2 separate regions of the Astyanax mexicanus genome follow, and region 2 is linked to region 1. A link is a contact called in public Hi-C data. All regions are on one chromosome and are shown on one strand. The core of a region is the stretch at or near the end of the contact, and the rest is flanking DNA. Distances in the headings are between cores, read along the strand shown. Region 1 overlaps piezo1 (piezo-type mechanosensitive ion channel component 1). Region 2 holds the start of piezo1 (piezo-type mechanosensitive ion channel component 1).

Region 1 (5,819 bases), core at 1,954-4,453:
ATAATAACCCACCCCACTGAGCAGAGAGAGGGGTTTATGTAGCGACCGCTGCAGCTCCACAGGACATCCAGAGCTAGACCAGCTACTCTCACACACACACACACACACACACACACACACTTTTTAGTATCACTAGTGTTACAAGGATGTTGGATTTTGTCTCCATACTTTACTTTTAGATCATAGTGGACACTTCAATTTCTAGTAGAATCTAAAAAAAAAAAAAAAAAAAAACTTGTGGACCCAGAATAATTCATTGTAGATTCTGAGTAATTCATAGTGGATACTTAGGAAGTAATAGTATATTCTAAATAATTTAAAGCGATTACTGAATCACTAATAGTGGATAGTAAACAGTTGCTAGTATATACTGAATAATTCTTAGGATATATCGACTAGTTCATAGTGGATACTAAATAATTTGAGGCAGATACAAAAAAAATATAGTAGCTTTTGAATAATTCATACTAGATACTGAATAATTTATTTGGTAGATTCTGAATTATTATTCATTATTATTCATTCATAATTATTATTTATAGTGGATACAAGATAACTTAACTTAAATACTCACTTAATATTGTATATTAGCAATGATTGGACACTGAAAAATACATACAGCTCTGGAAAAAAAAGAGAGCACTCAAAAATAGTTTCTTTGATTTTACCAAATTGAAAACCTCTGGAATATAATCAAGAGGAAGATGGATGATCACAAGCCATCAAACCAAACTGAACTGCTTGAATTTTCGCACCAGGAGTAAAGCAGCATCCAAAAGCAGTGTGTAAGACTGGTGGAGGAGAACATGATGCCAAGACGCATGAAAACTGTGATTAAAAAACAGGGTTATTCCACCAAATATTGATTTCTGAACTCTTAAAACTTTATTAATATAAACTTGTTTTTCTTTGCATTATTTAAGGTCTGAAAGCTCTGCATCTTTTTTGTTATTTCAGACATTTCTCATTTTCTGTAAATAGATGCTCTAAATGAGAATATTTTTATTTGGAATTTGGAAGAAATTTTGTTGGTAGTTTAAAGAATAAAACAACAATGTTCATTTTACTCAAACCTAAACCTATAAATAGCAAAATCAGACAAAATTATTTTTTTATTCAATTTTTTCATTTTTTCATTTTCAATTTAATTTTTTCATGGATATTTTATAACAATTCATAACAGTTCCTGACAAATACGCTTTAGTAAATAACTGGCCATGCATTTGATCGATGGAGGCAGCTTAGATCCCAGAAGGAATACAAGTCAGATAGGTAAAGTGATCCAGACTAGTGCTGGCTAACTCCATCATGCTGCATTAAACAATACATAGTGAATTCTAGATAATTCATGGTGGATACTGGACAATTTCTTGTTATTTAAATTCTCACTTACTTACAAATACTGTATGTTCTTAATGATTCATAGTGGACAATGAACAATTCATAGCTGACACTGGACAATACACAATGGATATTGCATTATTTATTACAGTTACTGATACTAAATAGGTTTTAGTAAAAAAAAAAAAAAAAAAACTAATAAAAGGTACAAATCCTCGGGTTTTATTGGGTTATACGCAGTCACTGCCCTGTTCCTGTTCCATGTTCAGCCATGTGAGTGAAAAAAACAGGAAACAGGAGAAACAGCTACATTAACCTGCATTAGATCAGCTGAATAGCTGTAATTCAGCAGGCTGTGAAACCAGCTCCTGCCACGACTGTTTGTTTTTCCAGAGGCAGCACTGCTGTGGTGGTATTTCCCCCACCGCTGACATACGTGTGCCCACTGCGTGAGGTATGGGGTTTCAGGTATACACTGGACTTACAGCTGAAAAACAAAAATGTTCAGAACTACGTTACATCCAGAGAAGCATGCTCTGGCACAACCCAGAATAAAACAGGGCCCGGTGGGACCATGACTCACAGCTATGGAACGTCTCTATACCTCATGACTTTTGTTTTTATCACCGAATCCATGCCTAATCCTTAAACTCATGGAAAATAAACGACTAGGAGAATGTTTTTCGTTCTGTGTGTGAAAAGACCTGAGTTGTACTGTGCTGTACTGAAGTCATCCAGATCATAAAGAAACACATAAGAAATCATGTAGTGACTTAAAAGTGTTAAACAAACCAAAATACTCTGTGAAGCATTAAGTGGTCTGTGGTTTCTGAGGCTGGTAACTCTGATAAACCTAACCTGTACAACAGAGGGAACTCTTGCTCTTCCTTTTCTGGTGCAGTCCTGATGAGAGCCAGTTTCATCATAACGTTTTTGATACTCAAATATTCACTATTCACTGTATACCTGTACCTCTTCACTACTTTACTTTAACTGATGCTCTCAAACACTTTATTAAGAGACAAGAAATTCAAGTTATTGACTCTTGATGAGTTCAGCACAGCTGAAAGCCTGATTTCTAGGTGACTCTACCTTATAAAGCTGACTGAGAAAATCCAGCAGAGATGTGCAAAAGCTGTCTAATCTAAGCAAAAGAAGACTTGATAATAAAACACAGTGGATCAACACCAGCAGATGACATGTCTCTCCAAACCATCACTGATCATCAGTAAATTTTACATTTCATTTAAAGGAAATCAAGTGATCAGAGTCTGGAGGAAGAGTGGAGAGACACACAGTCCAAGCTACTTGAGGTCTAGTGTGAAGTTTCCACCAATCAGTGATGGTTTGGAGAGACATGTCATCTGCTGGTGTTGATCCACTGTGTTACATCAAGTCTAAAGTCAAAATCTTACAGCACTTCATGCTTCCCTCTGCTAATGACAACTTTTATAGAGATGAGGATTTCATTTTCCAGCAGGACTTGGCACACTGCTCACACTGCCAAATGTAACAATTGGTCTTATATAATATTCAATTTTTTTGAGACTCAGATTTTTGGGTTTTCATTGGCTGTAAACAATAATCATCAACAATAAAAGAAATAAACACTTAAAATAGATCACTCTGTGTGTTTAATACATTATGCATTAGAATATTGTTAATAAAAATTCTATAAGGGACACTAAATAAACCTTTTAGTTATTTTTTGGGGTATTTATCTTCTAAACGTTCTGCTCTGAGAGGATCAACCCTTCCCACAGTTCTGAATGTCCGCGTTGGCGTTCCTAAGTAGATTCCTCTGAATAACAGATCCACACAACATCCTGCTTCCAGGCCGGAGGAGAGGGCACGCAGCAGACGGACCCGAGGGGATCTCAGCGTCTTTCTGGAACTTTCCTCCAGTCCCTCAGTAACTCAGAGGAAGGTCTCATCCTTTACGCATTCCAGCAGATGGGAACGGAGGGGGCGACGCTCAGGCTTTACACACAGTAATCTGTGAAAATACGCCTGGATCTGTTTCCTGATGTAATATGGACTCAGTGTAACAAAATCAGCTTTATCCCAGTCACAGATATTAGTAAGTGGGTTGCTGAGTAATTTCCAGACCACTAATTTCATTAAAGGTCTCATTTCATGTTTGTTTCATTTATTTTAAAATGTCTAGTTGTGGTCTCTAGTATGAATGAACGCCCTGTGAGCTGGTATTTGTGAAAAAAAGTGCTCCGGTGATCCGGTATAACCCTGCTTTAGTCTGGTGGAGGAGTGGGAGGAGGGGAAATGATAGGATTTCAGCTCTTGCTCATAAATTTTCATGCATGCAAACACAGATCGCCTCTGATTGGCTAACAGCACTGAGACACCAGAAGAAAGCAAGACAGACAACAGACAACGTTTTCAAATAAAGACATTTTTACACTAATAACAGTCTTTGTCAAAGTAACATTCTTTGTCATATGTTACTTTACAACATGTGTAATAATGCCCTGCTATGTGCACTTCAGCCACTGATTTAGTCTTAGAGTCTTAAATACTTACTTAATACATAAATACTCACTTAATAATGTATATTAACAATGATTGGACACTGAAAAATACATACCGCTCTGGAAAAAAAGAGACCACTCAAAAATTATGATTTTTATCTGGAATATAATCAAGAGGAAGATGGATGATCACAAGCCATTAAACCAAACTGAACTGCTTAATTTTTGCACCAGGAGTAAAGATATAAAGTTATCCAAAAGCAGTGTGTAAGACTGGTGGAGGAAAAACACTGATTTAGTCTTAGAGTCTCTGTGAAACACAAAATCCACCGGAGATCCAATTTAAACCTAGGTAAACACACAGGGGTGTGTACTCCAGGCTCAGAAAGTAAAAATCCACCCCGTGGTTTTGTTGGCTGACCTGCAGCCAACAAAGACGCCCAGGCAGTTGGGGATTTTTACTTTAACCTAGTGTAAACAGAACTGAAAAATACACCTTGAACTGCTCCAGCAGGGCTAGTCGTGGTTAGCAGCAGGCTACAGGCCAAAAATACTCACCTCTGAACTGGGAAATAGCGGTTAGCAGCCAATGCTAATGCTACCTCAGCCCCGGTGCTGGAGAACTAAACTGAAACTCCTGTATAAAGCTTTGCTTCAGAGGAGTGACTTTACTGCTCCTTAATACCTGACTGGTAAAATTCACACATAAGGAGAACCGGTTTATAAGGCACACTGACGATTTTGGGGAAAATGAAAGGATTTTAAGTGCGCCTTATAATCCGAAAAATACAGTATATCTTACACTCACTCCTGTACACACAGTAGATTGCTTATCTCAGAATATCAGGTGCCTTGGTTTCACCACACTGTTTCCTTCTTGCGTAAATAAATGATGGTTTCCTTACAGTGGGTGTCGCTGATGTCAGTGAACAAAGGATGGAGGAGAGGCTCCGCCCCGTTAATCTCCTGACAGGCCTGATGACTTTAACAGCTCCATGCGTTCTCCTAACTCCTCATAAAAACACAGGGAGAAATTACGAGCCCACAGACTCGGGAAAGCAGCGAAATCTGCACTATTAAACAGAATAACTGTTTTCCTCATCATTTAATACAACACTCTGAGCACTGTCTCCAGCCCACCCGACCCAGTCTGTAAACCCACTGCAGTCCATTCCCCGCTCAGCCCAACAGCTGGATCTCCAGGAGTCCAGGACAGACGTGCCGAGCTTTTCCCTCAACACCGCCGCATTAATCATTACTGACCGCCACTCTCAAACTCAGATCAAAAATTCACGAGCTATCTCAGAAGATCTCAGAAGACGACGTGTAAAAACAGGGGATGGTGAATGCAGGGGTTTAGAGATTTAGAGAAACGGAGCATACAGGGTCAGGCAGGGTGAGAAACTGATATAATTATAAAGGGCCGATTCTGTCGTTGACATTACGATACAAAACTGCATAAAATACTATAGGTGCCTGCCAATGACTGTATGTGAGCGCATCCTGTGTGCTCCACCTGAAAAACTACTGACCTAGCAACCACCTAAAATACCAATACTGACCTGGCAACCACCTGGATTATCATATCAACTGACCTAGCAACTGCCTGAAATACAAAAGCTGACCAGGCAACCACCTGGATAATGACAGCAACTTAAACCACAACTGCTGACCAGCTGGGAAACAGCTGGGATACCACAACTACTGATACAGCAACAACCTAGGATACCACTACTGACTTAGCAACCACCTGGATTATCAGAGCAATTGACCTAGCAACTGCCTGAAATACCACCACAGAAACCTATACCACAGCAACTTTTCTAGCATCCACCTGCATTACCACAGCAACTGACCCAACAACCACCTGGGATCCCACAACTACTGACCAAGCAACTGCGTAACATACAACTTTTGACCTAGCATCCACCTGCATTACCACAGCATTATCACTTAAAATACCACAACTACTGACCTAGCAACTGCGTAACA
Region 2 (5,819 bases), core at 1,550-4,049, 78 kb after region 1:
CTTCTTGGAGTCTACATCCTGATTTCCTGACTTCCAACTTCAGAAATCACCACCTGTCAGTCAGTTATCCACCAGACAGGGCTCGATCCAGCGTCCGCAGATCCAGGTCCAGTTCAGAACACTCCTTCCCCCAGACTGAGGCTTGTGCAATCCCTGTAAAAAAGCAGCAGTGCAAGGAAAAAGTGATTCACCAGCTCAACTCAACTCCAGACTGCAGAACTCGCTCAACTGAAACTCAAACTCAAACTTTCTCCAGCTCTACAGCCTCACAGCAAACTTTAGATCCTCCCTCAGCCTGGAGCCCAGCAGGAACTACAGATATTCCAGCTCCTAAACGCTTCTCCAGTCATAAAAACACTGTTTAACACTGTTAAAGCAGCTCGTCCAGCTCCTCCAGAGCTGCTGGGTCTGTCCAGCTCTGCGGCTTTGCCTTCAGGGAGGTGCCACACCGCCCGAGCCTCCGCCGCCGCCGCCGCTGCTGCTGGTCAGGACAGAGCTAGGACTGCCTTCAGGGACCACAGGCTCAAGTTACAACACGAGAAACCACCACCTACACCAACACTTCAGCACTGCTACCTTCTACAGGCCTTCAGAAACTTCAGATCTTCAGATATTCACATTAAAAGCATTACTGTAGACAATAGGAGTGCACCATAATATAAGTATAAGTATATCATATCGTACACAATATATAATGTAACAAAGTAATTGTCTTATAAGCAGCCTGTTTTGTATTTTGTCACTGTTCAATAATATAACATAATATAATAATCTCATAAACAGCAGCTTTACAGGAGAGAGAAAAAAACTTTCAATGAAAGTCAATGTAAAAAACAGAGTTTATTTCAGGTCATTTTTAACTATTTCTATTAATCCGTTCATCAAGAAATATTTACACAGTGTAAGGGACAGTTTGTGTGTTCAGATTATGTAGTAACTAAAAATCGACAAAAAAATGGAGATACTTGTTTTTTTTTATTGGACAGCAACAATTTGTTTTGTTTTTCTATTTACTGTAATATGCATAATCTGCATGTCTTTTTTTAATTCACAATTCACATGCAATAAATATTCACTTTAGTATTTTGCAAGATTGTTTAATGAATATTGGAAATGTGGACGGGTTCTTGTTTCTGCTGAATGTTTTAAACTGTTATACTTGCATTAAAGAAAACTTCAACATTAATTTTGTTGCATTAGTGTTAGTATTTCTGATAGTAACAAAATATTTGTTAGTGTTTTGTCATATCGCCAAAAATATAATTATCAGAAAAGGTACCCTGAGTCACATCACCCATTCTATAGTGTACGGCCCAATCTAGAATTCTGGGTACATTTCACATCTTCCACATGAACATTTTCCAAATGTTACACTTAAAAAATAATAATAAATGGGTGTCGAGTGTTGCTGGGTGGTTGCCGTGGTGTCCCAGGTATTTGCTAGGATGTTCCTAGGTTAGAGTGTGTATATATTAAATTTTAATTGAGTAAGCTTCCCTAACTTCCCAAAACCTGCAGAAAAAATCCAAAAATCTGCAATCACAGATTATATTTATATATAAATAAATAAATATTAAAACAAACAGTAGTTACAAGTGTTCCCTCATCGTTTTATCCCTTGTATTTAATTAACAGTTTTTTAACATAGAAATGTTTGTTTAAGATACATTGGATTTTCTGTTTTATGGTGAATATCAATATTATAGTCATTTAAATACATACAAGCACCAGTTTGGGCACACCTTTTTAATCGTTTTTTTTATTTTTATTTAATGTATTTTCTACATTGTAGATTAATATTAAAGACATGAAAATTATTAACGATTAAAGGACACATATGAATTTATGTAGTAAACAGTACAAAAAGTATTTGTCCTCTACCTGACCCAATCCCCTGATCTAAACCTGATGAACTGTGATGGAGATTTGAGGTGATTTAATTGGGATGAGCTGGAGCTTCACAGCATGAAGGAAAAAAAAGCAGCAACTATTGTTCAGCACCTCCAGGAACTCCTTCTTTCAAGACGCTGAGAAAACTATTCCAGGAGACTCTCCCTCATGAGATTAACACTCAGATTAAAATCTCACCAAGAGTGAGCAGATCTGTCCTCAGAGATAAATGTCTTAAGTATAAAAACATATTCTGGTTTGTTTAACACTTTTTTACTGTTTACAGAATAATTCTGCATGTGTTCCTGTAGAGTTTTAATATAGTCTACAATACTAAATTTACAATGTACAAAAAAAAAACATAAAAACAACATAAAAAGTGAAAAACACATTAAATTAGAAGAGGAGTGTCCAAACTTTAAACCTGTATACAGATCCACAGGGCTGTAGGGTTCACCTGCACGAGGAAGTGAATACACATCTTATAAACAGACAGACAGAGAGACAGACAGAGAGACAGACAGAGAGACAGACAGAGAGACAGACAGACAGACACACACACACACACACACACACACACACACAAACTTTCCCTAATAAACTCTCACACGGAGTGTTTCACAGTAATAACCCGCTCAGTGTTCAGACTAACCCCATGACCTCCTAACCCAGCGCCACGTGTGATCAGCTCACCTCCACTCCCCGCTCACAGTGAGCGGATCTGCGGTAAACAGCAGGTAACAGTTACCCTACAGCCCGGCAGCGGGAGATAAAGCGGTTAAATGAAGTACTTACGGGTTGTATCGCTTTATTTACTTCATTAATCGCTCCCTCTCTCCCAGAACACGCTGCAGCCGCGCGCGGCACATTCCTCCAAACTTTCCCCAGCTGTTTACTTTCACCCATCTGATACACAGCGGCGCCCGCGGGCAGTATCAGCGCGCTTTTGGCGGCCTCTAGGGGCGACAGCGAGCATGTGCGCTTAATGGAATTTACAGAAATGAACACTACAATTATATCATCACTAAAAACAATTATTCTATGAATAAATAACTATTCAATTTAATGACCATTTGCAATTTAAAAGGTATAAGAATAGAATAATAAAATACAACATCTTAGACAAGAAGAAAAACTTTTTTTTATATTAAAATTTAAACTTTATTTTTAAATAATGACGGTACACACTTTTTAATGTTCTTTTAGTGTTTACCTAAATATATATATATATATATATATATATATATATATATATATATATATATATATATATATATAAACAAGAATAAAACATATATATATATATATATATATATATATATATATATATATATATATATATATATATATATATATATATATTTTTTTTTTTTTTTTTTTTTAAAATACTCCATACAATTAAACAGGACTAATTAAAACATAGTTTTAAACAGGACTAATTAAAACAGAGGTGGCCACATAAAGTATATGGATCCTCCCAAGGTTTCTTCCTCCTCCAGCTCTGAGGGAGTTTTTCCTGCCTCTGTTACTCGGGGTTCTCTATTGTATGTTTTTGTCTGATTCTCTTTCCTGTAATCATTTCTGTATAGCTGCTTTGTGACAACATCAGTTGTAAAAAGCGTTATACAAATAAATTTAAATGTAATGAGCAATATGAATCTAAACATCTTTAAAATTACATTTTGTCAACAAAACGTAAAAAAAAAGTAGCTTAGAAAAAAAGAAAAAAAAAATACCGTCTCAATACTGACAAGAAACCACGTTTTTTTTGTCACATGCAATTTTATCAATAAATATATTTATATATAAATAAATTAATTAATAATTAATTGATTAATAAATAAATAAATGCCGTACTTCTCACATTTTACTTAATTATTCATATTCAGTCTAAAAAAAGTACATGACTTTTGTCTTTAAAAGATTTTATTAAGAAAACATACGAGATTAAAGAATATATATAGAGTTGGTCACTGTTCCTTTTAGCACAATATCCACGAATTGCTTTACTACAACAACATTTATCACAATATAATGAAATAATAAATAAAATCATGTTATTTTTGTTTTGTTAACGAGAGCCGCACAATATTAGGAACAAAACTGACGTCACAAAATAGTTATCTATATATCTTCAAAATGTCAAAACATTTTGTCAATAAAACATAAAAGAAGAAATATTTAAAAACATATATAAAAATATTAATAATGACGAGACGGGATGCAATAAATACAGATGCATTTAAATGAAAATGCACGTTCTCTGATTTTACTTTTAATTATTCCTATTCAGATACAAATGAGCAATAGCAGAGAGTCATTGAAAACATCTTAATAATGATTAGAAATTGTGGACGGTTTATTTAATAAAATAAAAGCCCGACACTACAAGTTACATTGATTTAATTAATTTGAGTTATTTTCTCTAATGATGATTCATGGCTGAAGCCATTGTTTTAAACAATACAAGTATTCGGCTTGAAATGATCAAAAAAAAGAGCCTTTCGCGACTCTTTTTTTTGTTTCTTTGTTTTTATCCAATCGCAGTAGAGCACAGGCTGTTTGATCAACACGCCGACCAATGGTTGCTCTGTACTGTGGTGCGCTTTGAATCGAGTCCCGCCTACAAAGGTCACATGGTATAATTTCGCGGGAAAGTCGCAGAGAAGACAACAGGCGCTGCTGCAGCTGCTCGGGATTCCAGTTTATTTATAGTTATTTTTATTGGTTTTAACTGAATTTATCGGTTATTTAGGGGTATATTTTATTAATATGGCTCAAGCCCGAGTCACCGATTTCTTTTCCCACAGTAAGAGAGCGGCAGCGGGCGGGCAGAAGGGGCGGAAGGCGAGGGCCGCGGGGCCGCTGCAGCAGGACGCCGGGACCAGGCGGAGGGAGACCCGGCAGACCCGCGGCAAGGTTCCCGCTGAAGCGCTCAGCGGCGTTCAGGAGGAGTTCCTGCGGGTTATCGCCGAGGCCGTGTCCGCTGATCCGGTGTGTGAGCGCCTGGAGCCCGCAGCGGCCGAGAGCGGGAAGACCCAGCCGGAGTTCCAGAAGCCTGAGGCCGTGACCCCCCGCACCCCGAAGAGGAGCTCCGACGAGGCCGAGTTTGATCTGAGCTCTGCGGTGTTCAGCTCCGCCACGGAGCAGCACAGCACCGCCAAGAAGCGCCTGCGGACCGCGGGGAAGGAACCGAGCGGAGCCGCAGCTGCAGCTCCAGCGGCCGAGCAGAGGAAGAGCACGGCCAGGAAGAAGCTGGAGCTCACTAAAGTGGAAAAGGTTAGACTGGAGCACACTTACACACACACAAAGCTTTACCTGTTAACCTATATACATACATATGTATTAATATGTTTGTGAGGACCTAGCTCTTAGCTGAGTAGGGTATTCTCTTGTAAAAACAGTAAATATCTAGTATAAACACTTTTCGTGCTATCTTAGTAGTTACATCTGGTCCTTTCAGAGCGATAAAAACAACCACAAGGCAACACACAAAGTAGATTACCCCTCCTCGCCAAATAGTACAAAGTAGTTAACCTAATTTTCTTTTCAACACGTGCAACTGCAGTCAAAGGAGTGAGTATTTGTGTTAATGTGTCTGTGAGGACCTAGGTTGGCTATTACTCAAGTAGTTTCCACGACTCAAAATAGTGCAATCATTTTTCTTGCTATCTTAGTAGCTACATCTGGTCCTTTCAAATGGACAAAAACAAGCACGCGGTCATGTAAAGAAGGTTTGTGTATCTTTGTGGGGACCCACTAGCTGTCTTCGCCAAGTAGTAGAAATGAGTTATCTTTTCAACAACTGCAGTTAAAGACAAGGCAGTGAGGTATTCAAAGATCCTACAAAGTAGAATCACCCTTTTTCTATTTTAGTAGCTACGTTTGGTGTTTTAATATGGCAAAACAAGCTCTTGGTCACACGCCGG

The links. Hi-C and Micro-C count contacts between places; a contact is called where the count stands out from the background.
Region 2: a Hi-C map of muscle shows a contact between it and region 1, with 2.7 times the contacts expected there. The contact joins the promoter of piezo1 here to the enhancer-like site in region 1.

Annotation. Positions count from the first base shown.
Region 1 is chr23:28,853,933-28,859,751 of AstMex3_surface, forward strand. All of the region lies in intron 3 of piezo1 (piezo-type mechanosensitive ion channel component 1), which reads right to left. Among protein-coding and RNA genes, the nearest start is that of piezo1, 78 kb to the right of the region's middle. Within about 2 kb of position 3,204, the one cell type or tissue checked has an H3K27ac peak away from gene starts, as active enhancers do.
Region 2 is chr23:28,932,080-28,937,898 of AstMex3_surface, forward strand. It overlaps piezo1 (piezo-type mechanosensitive ion channel component 1), which reads right to left and starts at 2,800. Exons shown (of 52, transcript XM_049471026.1): 1 at 2,686-2,800; 2 at 1-153. cdt1 (chromatin licensing and DNA replication factor 1) reads left to right here and starts at 4,534. Exons shown (of 9, transcript XM_049471045.1): 1 at 4,534-5,169. The coding sequence starts at 4,663.